Regions from separate parts of the Zea mays genome. Here region 1 is linked to region 2. A link is a contact called in public Hi-C data. All regions are on one chromosome and are shown on one strand. The core of a region is the stretch at or near the end of the contact, and the rest is flanking DNA. Distances in the headings are between cores, read along the strand shown.

Region 1 (4,353 bases), core at 186-2,685, 350 kb after region 2:
AGATCTAGGTCTACTGCGAAGAGGACGACCCCTGCGCCATCGCGGACTGCAATACCCAACTTGTGGATAATAAGAGAAGAGTTAATCTCCTTATGTGTATTGCCCTCTATTCATGATAAATATTAATAATCATACTTAAAGTGCCTAAATTAACTAGAGATACATAAATAATCTATGCATCATGTTGGAGATTTTGCTTGTGCATTTAATTAATGCTGAAATTAGGGTTTAACCTAATTTGAAGTCTAGAGATTGAAATGACATAGAAAAGGAAAGGAAAATAATACACACTATAAAAATATATATAAATAAATATACCTTTTCATACTGGTATTTTAATTTGTGCATTTAATCTAAGTGTGAATTTTACAACAAAATTTGAATTCAAATTTGAAATATAAAAATAAAAAGAAAAGAAAACAGAAAGGGAAAAAGAAAAAGATAGAGAAGGATCAAACCAGTCGCGCGGGTCAAATTCCGTTGGAGGCCCATTTCCGCTCTTGTCCCCGCGCGGCCCAAACGACGTGCGCCGAACCTGATGAGTGACTGGCTGGTGGGCCCGGAAGGTCGGCGTCCGCGAACCTGAGAGAGATGAGGGATACTCGCTGTTTTGTGGGGCCCGAGTGCCAGCCAGTCGCGCTCGCGCCCCTCCTACCTGAGCAGCTAACGTGTGGACCGCCATGGTCAGCATCGCCCCTCACTGCCCGAAAGTCCGCGTAACAACCGCGCTGATCTCGGATGGACTCGAAAAACCCGGTCAAATCTCGCCCATCCAGTGACCTAGATGACCTGGGGATACTTAGGGTCCGTTTGGCACAGCTCCAGCTCCTGATTCTAAGCGAGGATTTGGAGGAGCTGTGCCAAACAGGTATTTTTTTAACTGATTCTCGTATGGAGCCAAAAGATTCGGAGTTGTTTTTGTGAAGAAATGTGGGATCTAAAAAACCTGCTCCACCCTCCCTTAAAACAGCTCCTCAATCAACCAAATATGGACCTCCCCTTAAAGTTTGATCGAAATTACCCGCAATTGCCATTGGACAAAAATATAACGAGCCCCTCCCGCAACCCTCCACGGCGCCCGTCCTCTGTCCCGTGACCCCTGTCTGTCGCTGAAGGGAGCGGCGGCTAGGGTTTCGCCCATCTCTAGCAGTTTTGTCGTCCTCCAGCGAGAGCTCCAACCGCGTCTGCTATCCTGCGGTTCCCAGGTACGTGCTTCTTCTGACCGTGTGCTTGTGTGTTCGTCCAGAGGTGCCTGCCCTTTGCGCGGCGCCTCAGGCTGGCTTGCCAGACGTGGATCACGGCCGCGGGGGCGGCGCGATTCCTGCTCGTCCCGGTTTTCTGCTCTGCTCCCTGCTCTGCTCTGCTCGTCCCGCCGTTCTGCTCGCTAGACGCGGTGCCGCTCTGCTCTGCTATCCACGACCGGCCTGTGGTAGAACACATTCCTTTTTGGTAGCTGCATATATTTGTTTTAGATTTTAATTTTTTTACAGCAATATGGGTGATAGTGTCGATTGGAATGAAGATAACACTGCTCTAGTGTGTGAATTGTTCGCCGAACAAGTGAAGGCGCACAACCGTTCTGGTATCCACTTAAATAAAATAGGGTACAAAAATGTGATGGACAAATTCAAAGAAAAGTCTGGGTTGTCCTACACCAAAATGCAGTTCAAGAAGAAATGGGACAAGATGAGGATTGAGTACACAAATTGGAAAAGACTATCGAAGGAAACTGGTTTGGGATGGGACACCGCGAAAAAAACCTGGAGTGCGACAAATGAAAGGTGGAAGAACTTGAATAAGGTAATAGAACTTTTGATAATTGTATTTATTGCATCTTGTGTTACATGTTATATGTCTAACATCTTCTTTCTCCTAATGTGTAGCAATACAAAGGAATTGCCAAGTTTAAAGATGGGCCTCTGTTGCATGAGGAAGAAAAAGCCATCATGTATGAAGATATTAGGAACATAGGAGATGATCATTGGGCTCCGTCAAGTGGTACTACACCACAAATTCTGTAGGGTGAAACCACTGAGAACACTGATGACAAGGATGGAGACTATGAGGCCAATGATGACAAGGATGAAGACTATGAAGAATGTGAAGAATGTGAAGAGGTTTCCCCTACAACTGCTAAAGGAAAGCGTCATGTTTCTGTTGGTCGAAAGGACAAGGGTAAAAAGCCCAGGTCATTGGGAGGACATTGGTGCAAGATCAATTGAGCAAACTTGTGATAGCAAGTGAGAAGAGCACAACATCCGTTGAGTCTTTGGCAAGAAAGGAGGACAATGGGTGCTCCATTAGAGATGTCATGGCACTGGTGAAGGAGTGTGGTGCAGTTCCAAGAACAAAAGAACACTTCATAGCATCTCAAGTTTTTGTCAAGAGGGCAGAGAGGGAGATGTTTACGACTTTGGACACACCGGAAGAACGCTTCAACTGGCTTACAATGAAACATGATTGGGTCACTAGGATGAGTCACTAGGATCTGTAGTTTTTTGTAGCACTATGTCCCATTTTCAGTGCTACTATGTATCTGTTTAATCCTTTTTACTCCGGTTTGAACTTGTTGTGACATTATTGTGGATGGATTGTATCACTTTTGTTGTTGCCCTATTTTTTGTTATCTATTTTGTTGCTGCCCTTTTCACTGGTTTTTGTTTTTAAGATATTTTGTTGTTGTCTCATTCCTTTGATGTATACATATGTCTTCTTCTTCTTCTGATAGTGAAAGGGACTCAAGTGATTCAGAAGACTTGAAAGTTCTTCAAGTTATTATTGGGAACCAAAAAAAATATTGTGGCTACTGCATCTCTTTTATCATGGTATTATGCATCATATGTTGATAAGAATGAGCCAAGGGCAACAACATTTTCTGGTATTTCTTGGGTCATGGAAGCATTGAACAATCCAAAAGAATGCTACAACATGTTTAGGATGGAACCAGCTCTATTATACAATTTGCATGATGAGTTGGTAAGAGACTTTGGTCTATCCTCTTCCATCCATATGAGCTCTATGGAATCTTTAGGATTGTTTCTTGTTATTTGTGGTCATGCTTGGTCATTCACTGCCGTCCAAAAGGATTTCAAGCACTCTAATGAAACAATTAGCAGAAAATTCAGTGATGTCCTGAATTGCATGGTAGCAATGTCAAAAAGGTACATACAACCAAAGGACCCTAATTTCCATATAGTGCATAGAAGAATTACCAATGATCAAAGAATGTGGCCTCACTTTTTAAGGGTTGTATTGGAGCAATTGATGGCACTCATATAAATGCAACGCCTCCAAAGAAAGACTTCATCAGGTTCATGGGAAGGTCTGGTAAACCTACTCAAAATGTGATGGGAGTTGTTGATTTTGATATGCGCTTTATATATGCATCTATTGGACAACCTGGCTCCATGCATGATACTATTGTGTTGTACCATGTGCTTGAAGCTGATGAAGATTTATTTCCACACCCCCTCTAGGTAAACAAATGTCAAAAAATTGGTCTACTTTTTGTCCACATATTTTTCAAGGTTCTAACTCAAGTATAATGTATGTTACATGAAAGTACTATGTTGTTGATGCTGGATATCCAAATAGGGATGGGTACTTGGCCCCGTACAAAGGGCAACGATATCATGTTCCGGAATGGAGAAATGGTCCTCCACCTAATGGTGAGCAATAGCTCTTCAATCATTTACAGTCAAGTCTACGGAATGTTGTTGAACGCACATTTGGTGTATGGAAGATGAAATGGAGAATTCTTCTTAAGATGCCAACTTATCCTATGGACAAACAAAAAATGATTGTTGCTGCTGCAATGTGTCTTCACAATTTCATCCGTGAGAATAGTGCATTGGATGAGGATTTTTATAGATGTGATCGAGACCTAGATTATATCCCTACTATTCCATCCTGTTATAGGCGACATGTCCCTCAGAATGAATCAGATACATCCACCATAGGGTCGAGTAGTAGGAACATGAATAGGTTCTGTGATGATGTATCGAAGGTACTTTGGGAGTCAAGGTGATTAGAAAAGGTGGTTCTTGTCATATTTTGGATATTGTGTCGTGCTAGTTTTATGCAATTTATGGATTAAACATTTGACACCATTTTATGCACTACTATGATGGGAATATTTTATATGTTATTGTTTTATAATGTTTCCCATATATGCATCCTACTTATTGGTTTGTAACAAAGTTGAACTGCAAAGGGTAAAACAGACAATCGCCAGACCACCAACTCTCAGCAGACAAGAATCAGTTTACTTGCCAAACGGTTTGAAAAATGATTCTGATTCTCTAGGAGAATCAGGAGGATCAGCTCCTCAGGAGGATCAGGATCTAGAGCTAA
Region 2 (4,568 bases), core at 197-2,696:
CGACCTGGTAATGCATAACTAAAATGATGCAATGAGAACAAAATGGATCCAGTTCAACAAAATAATATTACACTGGAAAAAGTGCACAGCATGTCAAATCCAAAAGAATCTCAAGAGTATTGTTAGCTTCGATGCACAATACCTTTGTGTTTTGGACTTCACATTGTGCAAGCTTGCGTGAAAATCATCCATAAAGGTAGGTATGGTGCGTAGCAACAAACAACTATACCTACTCATACGGCAGCAAAGAGCAAGCTGCACCTTTAAATAAGTTGCACTTTTCTACGTTGTTAAATTATAGTTAGGACTCCTATGTCCATGTAAACAAAGACGTTCAATCATTTTTCCATGACAGTGCACTAGTCCAAACGCGTGAGTTCACGTACAGTATGCAATCGTAATCCGCACGTCCCCAAAAAAAGAGCATTTGCAATGCACAGTGCACAATAACAATTAGGAAGTATCGAGGGCCGGGCTTATCCCGGGTGGTGAAGGCGGCGAGCCGGCGAGGTCCCCCGGGGGTTCGACCCCTGATTTCTCACAAATAAAAATCCCCTCGCTGTTCTCGCTCGCTCTCGGGGGAGCGACTCGGCTGTGGCAACGTCGGCCTGGGTGCCTTTGCTGTGTGGGCAGCCTGTGAGTCACCCCGTTAGTGACAGGATGGCAGGGTTAGGGGGTTTCTCGGTCGGGATCGGTCGGGACCGTTCGCTGTGACCTTCTATCTATGCACCCCGGGTCGAGTTTTTTTTTTGAACGATTAGTAAGTATCAAGTATTCAAGTGTAGCACGTACAACCAACAGCTTAAGAGAATTGTAGAAGAGAAAATAGCCAGTATACCTCGACAACCTCCTCAAGCGGCTGCCCCCGTGGCGGCTGCGCGCCCTCCTCCCACATCGCGACGCGCACGTCGGCGCCGGCCTCCAGGGCGATCCTCTCCATGACGCCTCTCCCGGTCGAAGCTTCGAGCCGGTCAGCATCGACCAGGAGCAGGCACGTGATGCACCCGGGACGGGCCTTGCCGCGAGCCTCCTTCTCGACTGCGCAGCAGAGCGCGCCCTCGGTATCAATCACGGCGACTAGCGCCTCCTGCGCCGGCGAGAGCGCGAGGGGCTCCGCGGACGAGGACGAGGCCTCGACGCGGCGGACGGGGACGGTGGGGCCAACTATGGCGGCGACGACACGGCCGCCCGCGGAGGCGGGGTCGAGGGGCTCGACGCGGACCTGCAGCGTGGCAGTGCGGCGGCGCAACGGGTTGACGGCGGCGTAGAGGCGCATGGTGTCGGCGTCGGAGAAGGACGAGGGCAGGAGGAGGCGGAAGACGGCGAAACCGGTGTCGGCAGGTCCGGCATCGGGCGCGGAGAAGGTGGCGTGCGGCGAGAAATGGGGTTGGGGTTTCACCGCGGCCATCTCTGGTCGGTGGTTGTGGGGTTTTCGCCGAAGAGAAAGTACAGCGCGGGGGAGAGCGAGCGGGGAGGAGAAGCAATGGGTCATGGACTGATGGACTCATGGAGACGTGGGGTTTTGACGTTTTGGTGCGGGTTTTCGGGGGCAGTCTGGGCATTTCGTAGTGCGAGCTTTTGCGCTTTTTGTCTTCTTGTTGAAGTGGAGTCTGGAAACTCTGGATGCCGAACGGACGTGCGGGTTATCAAGGGCAATATCCCGTTAAAAGCTACTTCGTTAACCTCAATTTTTCTAAGAAATTTCTATTTTTTCAAAAAACCATTTAGTTATATAGATTTTTAGGAGTTTTTAGGGGTTAGATAAAAAAATATAAGAGACAGGCTTCGACCCTCCATGCATATTATTTTGTAATTGCATTTATGGTTTAGAGGCTCAGGGTTATATCACAAAGTCTATTAAGTGTCTCAGGTACTTAGAAAAGCGAACCAGCGTCTTAGGGAGTCAGGGTTATATCCGCCCCTAGAGCATCTCCAAGAGAACCCGTAAACTAACACTAAAAACGTTTTAAGGGAAAAAAACTCATTTTAAGCCCTCCAACAGTTCCCTGTTCTTGCCCTAATATTGTTCGCATCCCGCATCGACTGGCTTGCCTCTCGTAAATTTGCGTGTGACGGATTCTTCCCCAATCGCCGAGCGCGCGCATCAGCTGCTGGTTCCCGCGTCGGCGGCGGTGAGAGAAACTTCAGCGGCGCCGTTCGGGATCACGCGTCCGCTCGTCGAGATCCTCCCCGACGGCCCGACCTCAATAAGCACGCCCCGAACGCCATCGTGTGCTCCCCTCCCTGCGTGCCTCTGCCTCCGACCCGTCATCGCCGGGTGCGTGCGCCACCCGCACCTACCACCCATACTAGCTCCCTCTTGCTCCTCTCCGGCGGCGACGACATGCATGCAGGTTGCGGTAAGGGCTTGAATGCAGCTGCGACGGAAAACGTAGGAGCAGACAGTGATTAGGACTGCACTCTGCTCATCAAGTACCTTGTTCTTCCCTCGTGGTGGCGGTTCCTGCTGATGGGGCAAACGCAGGAGCAGGCAATGATAAGGACTTGCCTGTGTTGGTGGATGACAACGGTTTCATTTTCATGAACATTTGCCTGACTTGTCGCCTAGTTTAGACTTCTTCGATTACTATTTTATGTGTCTCGGCTATTGTTTTGTTTTACTATTTTCAATTCTACTTATATATGATGAATAATACTCAAAGAACCATGATAGATGTTGCAGAAGGCGAGAATTCTGTAAACTCCTCCACTGCATTACTAATCAACTCCAACAAATCAATTTATTAGTTGGCCTCCCGTGTTTAAACATAACTGATTAAATGAACATTCTGCAGTACAGACCATTGCAAAATAAAACTAGCTTGATGTCAACTTGTCAAGCAGGAACTTAGCGAAGAGAGGCCAGGCCAGGCCTCAATAGAGCAAAAGTGATCTATCAGCAGAATCGAAGGCAGCAAGCGCAAAGACTGATGACAGGCAACGTCTAGTAGCAAAGAGTTTAAAATTTTAAGGGACTAGTTATTAGCATTCTGATGTGGATATAGTTTTTTTGGAGGAATTATTTTTCAACAGCCCCCAATATGGTGTTTTGAGGAACGATTTTTTAGATAGCTCTTGGAGTTGCTCTTAGGGATGTTTGATACTCCTTCATTTCACAAAAATCAACTTAGCTTTATAAACATCTAGCCAAACAGTATCAACTTCAACAACTCTGCTTTATACAAAGCATAAAGTTTCTTTCTCCTAACTTAAGTGTGCAGTACCTAAAAGGGTACTTCATGAATTAATAATTTCAACTCATGAATAGGGTAAAATTATCCACCTTTACCATCCGTTAACACACAAATGAATCGTTTTTCTATTCTCACAAGTAATGCCATTTCGACGAGCGGTGGTCACACCGGCCCCTGCTATAACACACCAAAATTCTATTCTTAGGATTCAGGAAAATTCTCTAAAAATTTAAAATTTAAAGAGTCTTTATAATAAAATTATAAATTAAAACTATTTTCCTAAAAGTTAAATAAATGTTAAATATAAAATTTTGGATATGTGTTTCAATTATTTTCTTGAATAATTATTATGGTAAAACATCTTACATGATTTTTTTCATGCTAGGTTACATGTGTTGTTTGAACTATTTATATAAATAAAATGAGATAATAAATAACTAACATAAAAAAATTGCATGATGGAGTCTTTTTGCATGTGCTTTTAATATAGAAATTTGGACTCATTTGAAATTGGAATTGAAAAATAAAAACAGAAAATAGAGAAATAATAAAAAGAAAAAAGAAACAAGAAATTAAAAAAAGGCTTAAAGCCTCACCTCGACATGCATCATCCCATGACCACTCTTGCTCATCCAATCTGACTATCCGAAGCCAAGCCCACATCTCTTTCCCATGTTTGTTTTTCCCCTTTTTTATATATATGCTGTAACGATGACACCATCCACGTTGCTCCATGTCTTGCTGCTAGATGTGCTCAAAATGCCAATCTGTTCTGCATTCCGTTTCAAAATCTCACGTGAAGCCCCTCATCTTACACCGGTTTCTTCTCTCCACAGCTCGCGCATGCTCCTCATATCTGGTAGGTGGGCCCGGGCAAAACAGACTCGTCGAGAAGCTCAGGATCACCTTGATCTGAATAGGCCCGCCAAGTTCGGCGGAGGTTCGATCTTTTCATAACCACCTTCCACACGGCCTCAATGACGGAGTTTGGCCATATATATGCATGCCGTAATTATCTTGGACCTCCAACCATAGGGCAATGCCATGGTAGAATCGTAGCTAGGGCACCAATGTCGAGAGCGGAGAGAGAGACTGGGGCGTCGAGATGGTTCCTACGCCTCACCGACGTCCGGAGTCCGGTGAGCGCATGTGGAGATTTACAGCTCGTAGAGTACTCGTGATGCCTAGAAGAGCGAGAACATAGACTCCAGCAACCGGGATTTCTCGCCGGTCTGTGTTCACCGCCATGGAATCGTGCTGATCGCCAAAAGAGAGATGATCGTCAGCCTATGTCGTTGCTCGTCGTGGCATCGTCGGGCGGAGAGGGTCCCTCGAGTCCGGCCTAAACCCTAAACCATTGAAGAAGAGCTGAGG

The links. A called contact is a pair of places that touch in the nucleus more often than the background predicts.
Region 1: a contact with region 2 is called in a Hi-C map of leaf, with 6 times the contacts expected there. The contact joins the promoter of LOC109941050 here to the promoter of LOC100501627 in region 2. A contact is called at or near these places in 4 of 25 Hi-C or Micro-C datasets (ear, endosperm, leaf and 1 more).

What each region holds. Positions count from the first base shown.
Region 1 is chr7:41,148,089-41,152,441 of Zm-B73-REFERENCE-NAM-5.0, forward strand. LOC109941050 (L10-interacting MYB domain-containing protein-like) reads left to right here and starts at 1,436. Exons shown (of 2, transcript XM_020541524.2): 1 at 1,436-1,800; 2 at 1,884-2,643. The coding sequence starts at 1,495. The coding sequence ends at 2,021.
Region 2 is chr7:40,796,400-40,800,967 of Zm-B73-REFERENCE-NAM-5.0, forward strand. It overlaps LOC100501627, which reads right to left and starts at 1,447. Exons shown (of 7, transcript NM_001196310.1): 1 at 839-1,447. The coding sequence starts at 1,408.